4 separate regions of the Mus musculus genome follow, and regions 2, 3 and 4 are each linked to region 1. A link is a contact called in public promoter capture Hi-C data. All regions are on one chromosome and are shown on one strand. Each heading gives the region's core, a stretch centred on a gene start, on an enhancer-like site or on the middle of the called end of the contact. The rest is flanking DNA. Distances are from core to core; before and after follow the strand shown.

Region 1 (3,678 bases), core at 309-2,808:
GCGTCCGTTCTGAGAACTTGAAAGGGGACACCCTAAAATGGATTGCAGAAAACAGGACATTATATATAACAGCCTTGCAAAATCAATGGCTGCCCTCCCACCCTGGCTTTTCTCTTTTGGATTTCTTTGTAGCCCTGGCTCACTACTGTAGACGAGGCTGGCCTGAACTCTGCCTGCCTCTTCTCAAGAAAGCTACAGTTCTTAACACATCCTAGACCTAAAAGGGAAGTATTTTTCAAATTACTAAAATACATTTACAACTAGCCAAACCAGCCCAACTGGGTTCAATTGTAAGACCACATTAACTGAAAATTTTAAGACCCAAGTTAATGGACTAGAAGGTCTAAGTTCTTAGAAGACCAGGTTTGACTGCCAGCACTAATTGTGGCTCACAACCACCTAAGTCCGGTGCCATTTTTTTCTAGCATCAAGACAGCAAACACACACAAAAATGGCTCTATAGGGGGCTGGAGATGGCTCTGTGGTTAAGAGCACCGACTGCTCTTCGGAAGGTCCGGAGTTCAAATCCCAGCAACCACATGGTGGCTCACAACCATCCGTAATGAGATCTGATGCCCTCTTCTGGTGCATCTGAAAACAGCTACAGCGTACTTAGATATGATAAATCTTAAAAAAAAAATGGCTCTACAGTAAGAGCTGTGCACTGTTGCCTTACTTAACCACCCCCATCAGCTACAACCAGTATTGAGTACAGGCAAAACTGATGCTCATACATGAACACTCTAGCTCAAATCAAAACGGTCTAAAATCCCAAGCTGAAAGCTTACCTCATGGGAGGCCACAGCTGTTGGCAATCTTCCACTCTTAAATCCCCAACCTAGAAGTACAGCAGTTGTTAAAAGTCCAGCCCAAGTTAAACCTAAACCCCAGCCACCGGTGTGGGCTTGACTGCAGTCAGCCAGGAGCAGTTATCGTCAGTTATCGACTCTGACGGCACTTCCTACTTAGTCATCTCATCACAGCAGTCAAGCTTTCTGCTGTCCTCCAACTAGTAGTTCCAGCCACTAAATGGAGACACGTCTTAAATTTATGTATGTGCCCACATGGGCCAGGGTATGTTGGGAGTCCCTGGAGCGAAAGCTACACAGCCTCTTGTCTATGAACCCCACCTGATACTCCAGAAACCCTTACCTCATGGTGGGATGATACTGCTCCTATTCCACGTTGTCAACGTCCCGTCTGAAAGGTTAGAAGAGTAAGAGTCATGAGGGGCAATTAGAACACTTGTGTTCAGCACTGGGTCGCCGAGGCTTAAACGACTGCAGTCAGCTAACTAGGGATGTCGTCAGTTGTCGCATCGGACGGCACTTCCTTTTTTTTCTAGTTTCATCATCATTGCAGCCGACACCCCGCCCACGCGCGGCGCCCCGCGATGCAGACCTCGACTTACCAGGCTCCCCTAGATCTGTGCAGCGCACAAGGCGGAGCTGAGAGGCTGGGCCCGGGCTCAGCATCGCTCCAGACCGTCACCAGCAGGCCACGGCGAAGGGACCAGCTCAACGAGCGAGAAGAGCACGATCCCATGATGGCCGCAGAGAAAGACGGCGCGTGAGCGCCCTCCTCTTAAGGGCTAGGAATAGACCACTCCTCACCCCAGGGAGGTGAGGGCGGCAAAGGCTCACGGGAACTTCCAGCGGCCCGCCTCGCGACCCAGGCCTCCCCCGTTCTGTTGAGCGAGTGGTCTCCCCCGCCCCGGGGGATTCTGGGTAGCGAAGAGCGCGCGAGCTCCAGCGCGCCTGCGTGTTGGGTTAAGCGCGGACTCGACATCCTTTCCGCGGTTTTCCGTCCTCGTTGTCTTCCCTGACTTATTAGTCCTTTGTGAACGTGTGTAGTGTGTGAAATGTGTAGTCAGACCTGACAGTGCAGGCCTGTAATCGTAATCGATTAGGAACCCGACGCAAGAATTCGAGTCCAGCCTGGGCAATTTAATGAGCCCCTGTCTCTATTTTAAATTTAAAAAAAAAAAAAAAAAAGCGGGCCTATATAATCTAACTGGGTGGTGGAGAGCCTGGCTCATCTACGCTAACACACACGAAACCGCGTTCAAAGACAAACGCTGTTACAAAAGTGTAATGATTGGGGCCGTTCTGCACCCCATTATTTTTACAACATATCCACGGAGTCTCTCAAGGCCCTATGCAGACGGCCCTCATCACATTCCTTAGAGAACTGTAGAATCAAGAAGAGCTCTTGATCCATTTCCATTGCCCCCTGCTCTTTCCACTTCTGACTGGAGAGACTTGCATCGGGCATAGGTAATAGAAAACTGCTAATGCTATGCCTTCAGTATATGAGTATGTTTGATTTTCTCAAGGGTTGGGGATGCAGTGTTTCCCTAGCAAACATGAAGTTCTGAGCTCCATCCCCAGCACCTCATAAACTGGACATTGTGACAAACTCCCAAGCTCTGGGTATGTGGAGGCAGCAGAATCAGAAGTTCAAGGTCATCTTCAGCTATGAGGTCAGCCTGGGATATGTGAACCTGAAGACTAGAGTAGGGTTCTTGTGAGTTCAAGACCAGCCTGGCCTACGGAATGAAATCCTGTCTCAAAACACCTCAGTGCAAAATCTGTTGAGCTAGTATATATGATATGCTGGGTTCTACCCAGCAACACACACATAAGTGCTTGCATGCACTTCTTATGCAAATAGGCTGAGGAGGCAACTCATTTTGACAGAACTAGACAGGTGGTCATGAGACTGCAATCTTGGTGGTCTGAGGAATAAACAGAATTTTGATGGAGGGAGGGAAGTCCAGGCCAAAACATTCTTAAAGGGAATAAGATAATTTCCCTTGGAGCCAAATATGCTTGACCATGGCCAGGAACACAAGATTCATGGGTCCCCAAATACCATGTTCTATATTGGAAGTGTCTTGGGTTTTTGTTTGCTTGGTTGGTTGGTTGGTTTTGGTTTGGTGCCGTTTTCGAGACAGGTGCTGTTTTCTGTGTAGCACTGGCGGTCCTGGAACTTGCTCTGTAGACTAGGCTGATCTTGAACCTGGAGATCTGCCTGCCTCTGCCTCTCGAGTGCTGGGATTACAGGCATGTGCCACCACCATTGCCTAACTTGTTACAGAACAAGGAAAGTCATTTGGTGGGGACCTCAATTGGCAAGTTACAGTAAAGATGAGGACTCTGTTGTAGGTTTCAGGTGCTGCCCAATGATGTTTTTAGCTTTTGAATGTGTGGAAATTAGTGGCCTGTCAAGAATAGTAATATAAGGTTTTCATAGTCACAAGGATGTTAACTCGGGGGCAAGGGATATGGATGGCTTCAAAGGGACCAAAAATAGTCCAAAATAATTTAGCTCTGGTTTGAACACTAATTTCAATCTTGAGTCATTTGGCCTTGAATCTTTAACAGAGGTGCAGCTCTCCCTTGCCCTCCCCCTTCTGGGAGTTTCAAGTTGCAGAAACATCTAGCAAACGCCAAGTCAAAGAGCCAAATATGAAGCCCTTCAGGCTTTGTGAATAATTAAGAAAAAGTACTAAGGACTTTTCATCAAACTCCCCTGAAAACAAAAGGAGTACAGGGTTGGGTGGGTCTGGAACTCATGGGCAAAAAAACAAAAAAAGAGCACAAGGCCGAGGATACTGCTCTCAGACCCAAAGAGTTCAGAGGTGGGCTTGCTTGTCTTATGTCAAGAAGGTCCTCT
Region 2 (3,678 bases), core at 466-2,965, 2.8 Mb after region 1:
CTGTGGGGAGCTTGCTTCAGCGAGCCTCTGGGACTGGATCGGTAGGAGCAGGCAAAGGGACTCATTACCCCCTCAGCCTGCGAGGCTTCTCAATGACTGCAGAAAGGAATCCTGGTAGCCTGCCTCAGCCTTAGAGACCTGGGGGAGCCAGTGGGGAGCTGCACACTCCTGCTGTCCCCTCACTGACCTCCAGACTCTCTCTGTAGTGACTGCTTTTGGTTGGCTGCCCAAATCCTCTGGTCGCAATACAGGATCCTGGTTCTCAGAGCCATAGTCAGAGCTGACCTGGTTCTTCCTAACATCGCTGTGGGGAGTTGCAACTGGTTTCACTTATATCCTGAGTGGCAGTCTGCTTAAAGCTGTTTTATCCTGCTTAAGTTTGTTAACCCCTAGTTGTCAGGTATCTGCTTTCTTCTTCTGCTGTCTGCTTGCTCTAGTCTTGGAGAAGGGTAGGGAAGAGCCTCGTGGAGGACAGGAGATGACTCACAGTATCAGGAATAATCGGATTGGTAAAAATAAACACACACAAGACAATACCTAACACCATAACTCCACCCTGCACTCCTTAATCTTTACCAGGCAGTAAACAAAGTTATAGAACACAAGTTTGCATATTTTTTTTCCTCCTGCTCCCTCTTCCAACAAAACACGAAAGCTGAAATAGAGAGAAAGGAATCCGATCCCCGTGATTTGAAAAACAAACAGATACCAACTCATCAACTTCTACTCATCTGAAGCTTCCCACTTCCGGATAACCACATTCTGGGCGTCCTCGTGTACACAGCGGAGGCTGGCAGCGCTGGCCGCTGTGTACAGCTGGCAGCGTTAGTTACAGGCTCAAGCCCAGAGCTCTGTTCTCATCTGTCTTCAAGGGCCCATGGTATGCACTAATAGCTTTAAAATTCATTTAAAAAAAGATGTATTTTTTTTTATTATTTTTAAAATGTGAGTACACTGTCACTCTCTTCATGCACACCAGAAGAGAGCATTGGATCCCATTATAGATGGTTGTGAGCCACCATGTGGTTGTTTGGAATTGAACTCAGGACCTCTGGAAGAGCAGTTAATGCTCTTAACCGCTGAACCATCTCTCCAGCCCTTAAAATCCTTTTTTTTTCTTTTCTTTCTTTCTTTTTGGTTTTACAGGGTTTCTCTGTGTAGCCCTGGCTGTCCTGGAACTCATTCTTTAGACCAGGCTGGCCTGGAATTCAGAAATCCATCCGCCTGCCTCTGCCTCCCAAGTGCTGGGATTAAAGGCGTGCGCCACCACTGACCGGCTTAAAATTAATTTTTAAGTAGCTAAATAATATTCCATCCCTCATCCCCAAACGGGAAATCAAACCCAGGGCTTAGAGAAAACAACCCCACAATCCACGAACTGTTTTGAAAGCTAGTTTGCAAAGATAGGGCCGGCTCAGGGCAAGACTGAGCCGTGCACATGCGTGGTCCTGCTTCGCTCTGTACCCTCCTCCCTCCCAGGACCTGTCCGTACCTTCCACTTCTCTCGAAGGGGAGACGGTTTCTCTGATCTGCAACTTTACAGGCAGGGAGTGGAGTCCCAAGAACTCCCAGAATCCAGAGGAAATTTTCCGCAAATCTTTCCTCTTCGGTAGGGACAGGGCATGGACTGACTAATTCTCTCTGACTTTTTTGAAATGTCAGTTTTGACGTCACCCCTGCAGAATGGCTTCTCTCGGCGGCCGGAACCATCTACGCTTTTCCGCGGGGCGACTTGCCGCGCCGAGGGGCGCGCGTGGCCGAGGGGCTTGGATTCCTTGCCTGGAGGAGCATTACGTGACACAGCAAGGCTCCGCACATCCTAGTCGCCTGCGGGGGACGCAACGCTGCTCGCTCCGGCTAGTCACTGGCGTTGCCTGCCCTCTGCCGGCCTGCGGATGGTTCGGTCCGGCTGGGTCACGCGCTAAGGCTCAGTGCAAGGGCCTGCGGAACGGGCTAGCACTTGCCGAGGGGCAGAACAGTGGCGACAGCCCCAGGACAGTTGCGAGCGGGTTCCGGCCCAGCATCCGGGAGACGGCGGCAAGCGCCCCAGCTGGGTTGGTGTTGGGCCATAGGGCTGAATGGAAAGCGCGGATGGTAAACACCTGGGAGAGGGAGGTGGCAGGTTCCACCCCCCGTTTGGGGTAATTGCTTTAGTTTGACTGAATACTGTTGGGGACGTCGCCCTGCCAGTCAACCTCCGTTTTCTAGCAGGATGGCCGTCTGAGGACAGGGCAGGCAAGACACCTCATTTCTCTCCACTCTTAACAGGGTAACTCGTCCTCATGCGTTGGAAGAAATGGTTAGCCCTGGGATTAGCCAGTGGATCGCCGTTGAGGTCACAAGTGGCCCATAACAGTAGGGGGCCAGGAGGACCTACTGCAAGTATAGGGTGAATTTCCATTTCTCGGGGGTGGGGGTGGGGAAGCCTGGTACCACCCATGGTGTCCGGCAGAGAGAAAGACTACAGCTAGTGTATTGCTGGCAGTGCCGAGCTATCATAGTTGTCATTAAACAGTAGAGAGGACATGGCACGTGACAGTGTTTGCTCTGCTAGTGTCAAGTGACTGGGTGCTCTTTAAAGGAAGTCCTGCTGAAGTTGGCAGTAGTAGAGAGGGGAGTGGTTCTAAGTTGGAGATAAAGTTCCCTGCTGAGTTTCTTACCCACTCTATACTAGCTAGTGTAGTAGGGGGATCAGTGAGTTTCCTGTGGGAGACAGTTACAGCTCCTGCTGACTTCCGTGGAGATCCTTGTAACCCCTTGTTTGCCTACAAGGCACTCTTAGTGGCCTGGTGCTGTGAGAAGACAAGAAATAGAGATGAGGAAAAACTAGGGCACACCAGGGAAGGATGGTGTGGGTCTCGTTTGCCAGGCTTGTGGTTCAGACAGCGGGAGCAAATCTCGTACATGCACAGCCTGCCTCTCAAAGTATGACGCTGAGGAGACTGTCTTCAGCTCGAAAGGTTACTAGGAAAGGGTGGTTAGGCACACTCCCAGAAGCCGGCTCCTGTGGTAGAAGAATGTGGTAGACATTGGGATTGGGAGAGTAACAGAAGACCTAGGCTCCTTCCTCACCGGAATTCAGACGCCATATGCAATCCCGTCAGAGAAGCCTGTTGCCCAGTGCCCAGGAGGATTTCCAGAGGATAAGTGACAGTTGGTGTTACGGGCTGGGAAGGATTAGAAACTCAGGTAGTAGGTTTCTCGGTGGCTGCAGAATGGAGTGTCATGTAGGTTCCATTACAGTCTTCCAGGGGCTGCCTGGGCTGAGGAATGAGTAACCAGAAGATTCGAAACTCTTGTTGGACAAACCCCCTTTTTTTCTTTTTTAAAGATTTATTTATTTATTTATACACTGTAGCTGTCTTCAGTCAGCACCAGAAGAGGGCATCGGATCCCGTTACAGATGGTTGTGAGCCACCATGTGGTTGCTGGGAGGTGAACTCAGGACTTCTGGAAAAGCAGTCAGTGCTCCTAACCACTGAGCCATTTCTCAAGCCCACAATTTTTGTTTTTTGTTTGTTTGTTTGTTTTTTTGGTTTTTTGAGACAGGGTTTCTCTGTAGCTCTGGCTGTCCTAGAACTCACTTTGTTGAAGAGGCTGGCCTCGAACTCAGAAATCTGCCTATTTCTGCCTCCCAAGTGCTGGGATTAAAGGCGTGCGCCACCACACCCGGCACGA
Region 3 (3,678 bases), core at 752-3,251, 2.8 Mb after region 1:
ACAGAACCCTAGAGTCTTGTACTAGCTAGACAATCCTCTACCATTGAGCTGTATTACCACCCACCCCCGTACTGTATTGAAATCAAAAGAGAAAGCAGAACAGAGAACAGGGCAGTAGGGTGGTTGGAGAGAATTGTGTGGAGCAGGCAGACGTGTTGCTGGGGCTTGAATCCCATCTGCGCTCCTTACTACCCCGTGATGTGATGATGGCAGGATGGCAGGTCTCCTTGTGTGCAAGGAGGAAACAGGAGCATCTTCCCACAGCAAGATAAGGGAATGGAGAGAGTGCTGAGTGAAGTCCTGAGGCAATGTGCTGTCACTGACATAGGCAGAGCTGTGTCAGCACCCCAGAACCTCAGACCCATGAAGGAAGGGCAAAGCCCCACCCCCATCCCCTGGCATGAAGAAGCCTTCCTCTGGTCCAAGTATAGAATTTGACAGTATATGCAGAGAATGGCCACTCTAGCTTTCCCCCTTGAATGTTTCCCCCCTGCAGACTGCCTCCCCTGTTTCGTTACACCTCTGTCCCCATCCCTGCCCATCCGTATACACCCGCCTTTCTGTTGATCCCTACAAACACCCTGGGCTTCCAAGAGTGCTGTGGTTTCTCCAGAAAAGAGCCCAGCTCTCTGTGTGTCTTTTTCTTCATGACCTCACTGCCTTCAGTCCTGGAAGACTGTGAAGAACGAGATGTTACAAACCTGATAAGTTAAAAAACAAAAACAAAAAACACTCCTCTGACCATCAAGCACTATAGCCCCTAGACAACCAAGTGAGAAACGCTGGAGTTTCTAAGTTTATGCTGAGCAAATCCCCCTATTCCTTTCATAGAATAGTTTAAGTCTCCAAATTACACTTTACCAAAAAGCCTGGATCTCTGTCTAGCCATGAGGGATGGGAAGGTTGGGGGAGTGGTGCCCAAGGTCTTACCAAAAACCTTACACTGGTCAAGAGGGAAGTTTCACTCTTCCCAGTCCGACTCCCCATGTGACACTCTGCAAGTCACATTCTCTAGCATACAGTATCACTCAAAGTTATGCTTCCATGGGGTAAAAGAGGATGGCAAAGACACTCCTGTCAATTTCATTGGGAGGGATAGCCATGTCTGGGTAAGAGACTGAGAATGCTCGGTTTTGTTTTTTGTTTTTGTTTGTTTTTAATGTAACCAATTATCTGAGGCCAAACACACCAAGAATTTAAAATTCAAGCCCAGCATGGCTTGCAGTCTCAGCTTCTTGAGAGACTATAAAACAGGAGGATCAAAAATTTAGGCCTCCCTAGGCTACACAGTGAATTAGTTCAAGGGCAGCCTAGGGAAGCTAGTGAGAATGAAGGACAAAGTACAAAGTAAGAGGATGGGAGATGTAGGTCAGTGGTTGGGAGCCTGTCTAGTCTACAGAGGTCTGGGTTCAATCTCCAATATTTAGAAGAAGTGGATACTGAAGGGCAGCGGCAGGAGAGAGGAAGAGAGGGGAAAAGGGAGTCCAGCTGGGAAGGGGGATTAAGGAGATAGCTGGAAACCCAGCAACAGCTGAATGGTTGGTCCCTCTAGCCCTGTAGCCCTAGTCCTCCCAGGATCCGTGTGGTACCAAAGAACCCGCCAAAGGTCATTGGAGGAGTCGAGCTGGCTTGGGGCTGGACAGCTGCGGCCTCAGTTTCCCCTCCCCGCGGGGCACGGCTGCGGGGCCGGCTGGTGCTCACGCTTAGCCCAGGCTGTAGCCGTCCGTACTGCTCCGACACCCAGAAGCCGCGCCGGTCCTCCAGCGCCACGAAGGGCAGGTCGGGGAAACGCGCGCGGAACTTCCGGAGGAAGCCGCCCTCAAAGTCCGCCAGCACGCCGTCCATGTCCACCAGCACCCGCAGGGCGCGGCTGCTCGCCCGGCTCCGCTCGGCCCGTAGCGGGGCACCGCGGGGACGCGCACAGCAGCCGCGCAGCCTATGCATCGCCCCGCTCCTCGCCCGGGGCCCGCGGCAGACGCAGCCTCCACCGCGGACACGGACGCGCAGGCTCCGGCCCAGAGCGAGGCCGGCGCGCAGCCCCGCCGCCCTTAAAGGGACATGCGCCCAGAGAAGGTGAGCGCGACGTGGGTGCTGATCGCCCTGGGACATCCAGTCCCAGGTTACAGCCGCCTGTGAAAGCCAGACTGGAGCACTCTTCCTACTGAGGCAGTGGTGGATGGAGGAGCTCACCACCGGAGGAACAAATCCTTAGGTATTTATTGAGCGCTTACTTCGTTGAGCTCTGAGCCCAACAAAGTTCCAGCCATCCCGGATTATGGGTACAGGTTTTTAAACAGCTTGTCATTCCCAAGTATAGACAGGGAGGATTTCAGGTTTTAGGTACAGGTAAAGGCAGATACACCTGCTGTGTGTGATCCTCTTTGTTCATAGATGCTGAATGTTTGCAACCATAACCTTATAAAATTTAAAGCTATCAGAGGTGTAACCTTCAAATCTATAAAGGTTCTAAAAAAAACAGATGCTCTGTGTCCATCCTAACATCACTGGATTCAATAGTGAATCTCCAAATATGTCTGTAAATTTGTTACTGTGCTTCATGTTATTAAAAAAAAAGGAATTAGTAGGTAGAAAAAATATTTTAAAGGATGCAAACATGAAGGTATTTTTGGTAAAGAAAGGTCTCTGTATGTTAAATCTTGGTCCTTCCTGATCTAGATTCCCAGCACCCTGCTGGCTGCTCACAATCCTCTCAACTCTGAACACAGGGGATGCATACAGCACCCTCTGCTGGCCTCCATGGGCACATGTGGTGCACAGACATACATATTGCCAAAACGTGGGGAGAGAGAGAGAGAGAGGGAGGGAGGGAGGGAGGGAAAGAGAGACAGACGGATACACAGGATGTTTGTAAAGATTTTTTAAAAAGACTCTGTCCTAAAGAGAAGAGGGATGGCTGGATGTTTCCAAAATAAGAAAGATAAAGACAAAGCTAGAAAGCTCATGTCCCAAAAGGCCAAGCAAGTTACATGGGAGGACCAGACAATCTGTTGTGAGATTATGTTTTCTGGAAATGACAGAAAAACTTCCATAATAATATGGCTGCCTAAATAAGACCACAACAAGGAACCACCACTGATAGACATGCTAACATGGAAGAGAGACAGTGCTCACAACAGTCTGTAGCTTCAGTTTCTGGAGATTCAACACCTTCTTCTGGCCCCCTCAGGCACCAGGCAAGTGTGTTATACCCATACATACATTCAGGAAAAATAAATATCTTTAAAGAAACTCACCCTCCTTGTCATCTATGAACTTCATTCTCTAAGTTCATGAGACAAGAATCTAGAGGCACTGACTCAGTAAAAGCTTTGTGACTATTGTGGACGCCCGATTCGCCAGCAAGGAAGACACCACAACAGGATTCTTCTGCACAGGTTTATTGGAAGAGCTTGATAGCGAAGCCAAAAGACCCCAGCCCCAAAACTGGCGCTGCTTATATAGGCCTAGGAGTGGCGTGTCTATACCTGATTGGTTGTGCTTTCAGTGCCTCATTTACATTCCCCGGGATGGGCTTTGATTTGGTGAGAAACCCTTATGCACATGCGCACAATGGTTGTTTACCTGAACTTACGGGCGGTGGCCAGCGGTGGCCAGCGCCATCTTGTAATGGCGTATGTGACTTCCCACAACTATGAGCTGCTGGAACCCTATCCTGAG
Region 4 (3,678 bases), core at 661-3,160, 2.4 Mb after region 1:
GCCTGCTGACACAGGTAACTGTCGGTCGGGCTGAGACCCCGCCCTTCCCAGGCTCCCCAGACCAGCTTGTGTGCTGAGCGTCAAAGAGCCCAGCAAGGCAATCCAGAGAGCTTTGGTTGGAGGTCTGGGGTGTTAGACATTAGTTTTCCAAGCTTTCCGCACAGGGTAAAGATGCCCCTTGGCTGCTGTCCTAGTAAACCAATCTGTGGAGCAGAGATTTGTGTTGATCTGATCTCCCACCTTGGGCTTGGTTTTTCTTTCCTTGTCTTCCTTCCTTTCTTTTTCTTTCTTGCTTTTCGAGACAGGACAGTAGCCCTAGCTCTTGCAGCCATGAAATGTGTATTTGTGGATCTGTACACTTTACACAGTTCCAGAACAAGGCAGATCTGTTGTGATGTCCCCAAACACCTTGCCCTTTCCTGCAGAGACAGCTCTAGTAAGTTGACTGGGGAAAACCAGTGAGCCCAGCTACACATCAGGTGTGGTGCTGGTTCAGCTGACCTCTGAGTCCTTCTGGCTGGGACAGGCTATTTGAGTTTTCAGAAAACCGGGTGTCTTCTGATGGTGGGACATGGCAGGGTGACCCCAAAGCAAGGGCTCCATGTGCGTTTTATAGCCCTGCCAACTCCTGTGTAATTTTCTAGCAGCTCCTCTGAGAAAGGAACAAAAATGTGTCCTGGTGAAGCCCAGGCACACCCTCCCTCCTTGCCCCAACTAACTCTATTGGTTGGGAGGTGAAAGCAGCCGAGGTATCTGCAGTCTGAGCAAGGCAGCTTCTGGGCGGCCTGGGGCCCTGACCCTCCCTGGTTGACTCGTAGGTTCTGCCGTTGCCTCCCAACTTGCATCACCTGTGGGCCAGAATGGTCTATTCAATCCACGCCGAAGAACCTCTCCTCCCTCCCTTGCTTTACCTGTTCCTAAGTCACAGGGCCCAGGGTTCACTTTTCAGTCTTTATTCAGGCACCTGGCCTGGCCCCAGGTCACATATGACCCAGTAGCTGGGCTCAGGTCCTCAGGACCTCTGTTACAGAATTCTTTCTTTTTTTTCTTTTTTCTTCTCTCTTCTCTTCTCTTCTCTTCTTTCTTTTTGGTATCTTGAGACAAGGTTTCTTTGTATTGCCCAGGCTGTCCTGAAACTCACTCTGTAGATCATGCTGGCTTCGAACTCAGAAACCTACCTGCTTCTGCCACCCAAGTGCTGGGATTAACAGAGTGTGCCACCATGCCTGGCTCACAGAATCCCTTCTTGACTTTGAGATTCACACTTTTTCTAGATCCTTTTGGAGACACAAGTCATTCTATAGGAGTAGTACGAGCCCACTGGCCCTTCAGGTCCTCTCTGCTCCAATGGTAGGACTGATAGGATTAAGACAAGATCAGAAGTTCCAGCCACCCCCTCCTCCTGCAGGTTCTGCCTGAGAACTCTTCTCCTCTGGAGGCCCACTTCTAGACTTCTAAGCTGAGAGGGTGGACAGGTCTTATGGGCCATGCTTCTCTAACCTCTCAGCTGGCTCATAGATAATTGGACCCTGGCTACAGATGAGGAAAACAGAGGCACATAGTGGAGGGGCCCCACTGCAGGCCTGTATCTGCTGTATTTTGGACCCAGGACTGTCTGGTTCTAAACAGCAAGACTAGGAAGTGAGTTTTCTGTTCTCTGCTCCCACCCTCATGCTGGGCCCCCCATCCCTGGCCCTTTAATCTAACGATGTCTGGGCTGGGTCTAGTCCTGTGGCTTCCATTCGGTCCCTCCCTTGGCCTGATACAGAAGAAGCCAAGGCCCAGTGCCTGTGCACCCGCAGGAGATTGCTAGAAACCAGGCTCGGGCAGGCAGTCTCAACCCGCTAGGCGAGCTGTCAGGATGCAGGCTGGTGGGCGGGGCTTGATGGGAAACCCCGCCCCTCCGCTCAGGTGGCTCCGCCCGCGGAACCCAGTTTCCGGGGAACTTTTCCTTAACGTGGGCCTAGTCCGAAGCCGGGTGGGCGCCGGCGCCATGGACGAGCTGGCCTTCGGTGAGGCGGCTCTGGAACAGACACTGGCCGAGATGTGCGAACTGGACACAGCGGTTTTGAACGACATCGAAGGTGCGTGTCCCGGGGCTCCGGCGCGGCCTGTGCAGGGTCGCACGTCCGGCGAGGGCGCTTGGCCGGGAACTTTGGCGCGTGCGCACTGCGCGATCTGGCGCCTGAGATCTAGGGTTGAGCTTTCCGGACCGCAGTGGGCTAGGTTTCTGGACACGCTGAGTATCCACTCAACTTCAAGCCTGGTCCTGTGTACAGTTCACAGGCCGACCCGGGGTTTCTCATTTCTTGAGTTCACCAAAATTCCCAAGAAAGTCCACGAACCGATATTTGCATTTACCTTGGCTTGCAAGCATCTGGCTACTTTGGATTGAGGTCAGGGAGGTCTCTTTGAGTGCACTAGAGCTAAGGAGCAGCCCCCTCACCGGAAAGGAAAGATACTTTTTAGGCGGAGGGGGAGGCAAAGGCCCTTTAGGCGGGACCTGAGTTTGAGGAATTGGAAATCTGATAGAAGAGAGAAGGTGCTCTCTAGAATATTTTTCAAATTTTGTGATTCTGGGGCAGTAACTCGGATTCTAGAACATATTAACAGGCTTTCTGCGCTGAGCCACACCCCAGGCCACTTAGATCCTTTAAAACATCACTTGAACTCGCTCAGTATGATTCATCTCCCATGTCAACAACAACTACCAATTGGGCGGAGGGAAGGAGTGGCGGCGGATCTGGAGAAGAAAAAAACCCCAGCAAGTCATTGTTACTATAAGATATGTATCCATGTTAGGTGGACTGTTCAACGATCTCTGGTGGCTGTTAGCAGTTTCAAAACATTATATTTCTCTTGCTCGTTTAAGGCTGCTCCACATCCTCCTCCACCCCAGATAATCATGACTGTGTGTCTACAACTACAATGGGGCCTGTGGGATTACAGTAGATTGTGCCCCCTGATGCTCTGTTGATAGACACCTAAGCTGTTTTTTATATCCAACACAGCCTTGGACTGCTGTGCCTACGTCCTCATCAGAGACCTAAATGTGCCATCAAAGCTTGGAGTTACTGCTAGTCACCTGCCGGGCAGTGGTGGCACATGCCTTTAATCCTAGCACTTAGGAGGTAGAGGCAGGTGGACCTCTGAGTTCGAGGCCAGCCAGGGCTACACAGAGAAACCCTGTCTGGGGGGGGGGGGGCGGAGAACAAAAACTGCTAGACACTTAAGAGGAATGAAAGTTTAGAGATATCTTGGCTGACCTGAGATCCAGGCATGGTTAGGAACAGTGAGAGGAGGGATGGGAGGAGGAGAGTACAGTGTTGAGTTGTTAGAAGTTCCCTCTTGGTGTTTGGGTGTCCATCCATCCCAACATGGATAGCCTACACTTATGGAGTACTTGGTGTTAGGTTGAGAATTGCATTGAATCCTTCCGACAGGCCCAGCTGGAAGACATACTTTTATCTTACAAGTAAGAGACCAAAAACAGAGGGTAAATGACATGTCCAAGTCTTGCAGCCACAGCAAGACAGAACTCAGACCCAGGCTGTTGGCTCAAGAGCCTGGACCTCTGGCTCCCAAGGCTGGACGAAGAGGTGAGATTGAGGCAGGGGCTGGGGAGCCATGTAGCTGTCTCCTTCAACCCAGAGCAGCATTGGACATAAGACTGGAAAG

What was found. Promoter capture Hi-C pulls out the DNA fragments that hold promoters and counts their contacts. Capture Hi-C pulls out chosen DNA fragments and counts their contacts.
Region 2: a contact with region 1 is called in a promoter capture Hi-C map of liver, with 4 times the contacts expected there. The contact joins the promoter of Flcn here to the promoter of 2410006H16Rik in region 1. A contact is called at or near these places in 2 of 39 promoter capture datasets (liver and pre-B cells) and 1 of 9 other capture datasets (liver).
Region 3: a contact with region 1 is called in a promoter capture Hi-C map of liver, with 5 times the contacts expected there. The contact joins the promoter of Nt5m here to the promoter of 2410006H16Rik in region 1.
Region 4: a promoter capture Hi-C map of liver shows a contact between it and region 1, with 5 times the contacts expected there. The contact joins the promoter of Srebf1 here to the promoter of 2410006H16Rik in region 1.

Annotation. Positions count from the first base shown.
Region 1 is chr11:62,600,757-62,604,434 of GRCm38.p6, reverse strand. It overlaps 2410006H16Rik (RIKEN cDNA 2410006H16 gene), which reads right to left and starts at 1,558. Exons shown (of 5, transcript NR_030738.1): 1 at 1,412-1,558; 2 at 1,153-1,200; 3 at 789-838; 4 at 1-32. Snord49b (small nucleolar RNA, C/D box 49B) reads right to left here and starts at 1,349; the gene lies at 1,287-1,349. Snord49a (small nucleolar RNA, C/D box 49A) reads right to left here and starts at 975; the gene lies at 914-975.
Region 2 is chr11:59,808,076-59,811,753 of GRCm38.p6, reverse strand. Flcn (folliculin) reads left to right here and starts at 1,715. Exons shown (of 13, transcript NM_146018.2): 1 at 1,715-2,094. Gm16062 (predicted gene 16062) reads right to left here and starts at 1,674. Exons shown (of 2, transcript NR_045686.1): 1 at 1,493-1,674.
Region 3 is chr11:59,846,396-59,850,073 of GRCm38.p6, reverse strand. Nt5m (5',3'-nucleotidase, mitochondrial) reads right to left here and starts at 2,001. Exons shown (of 5, transcript NM_134029.2): 1 at 1,702-2,001. The coding sequence starts at 1,944. It also overlaps a transcript of Cops3 not described here.
Region 4 is chr11:60,218,859-60,222,536 of GRCm38.p6, reverse strand. It overlaps Srebf1 (sterol regulatory element binding transcription factor 1), which reads left to right and starts at 1,910. Exons shown (of 19, transcript NM_011480.4): 1 at 1,910-2,084. The coding sequence starts at 1,994.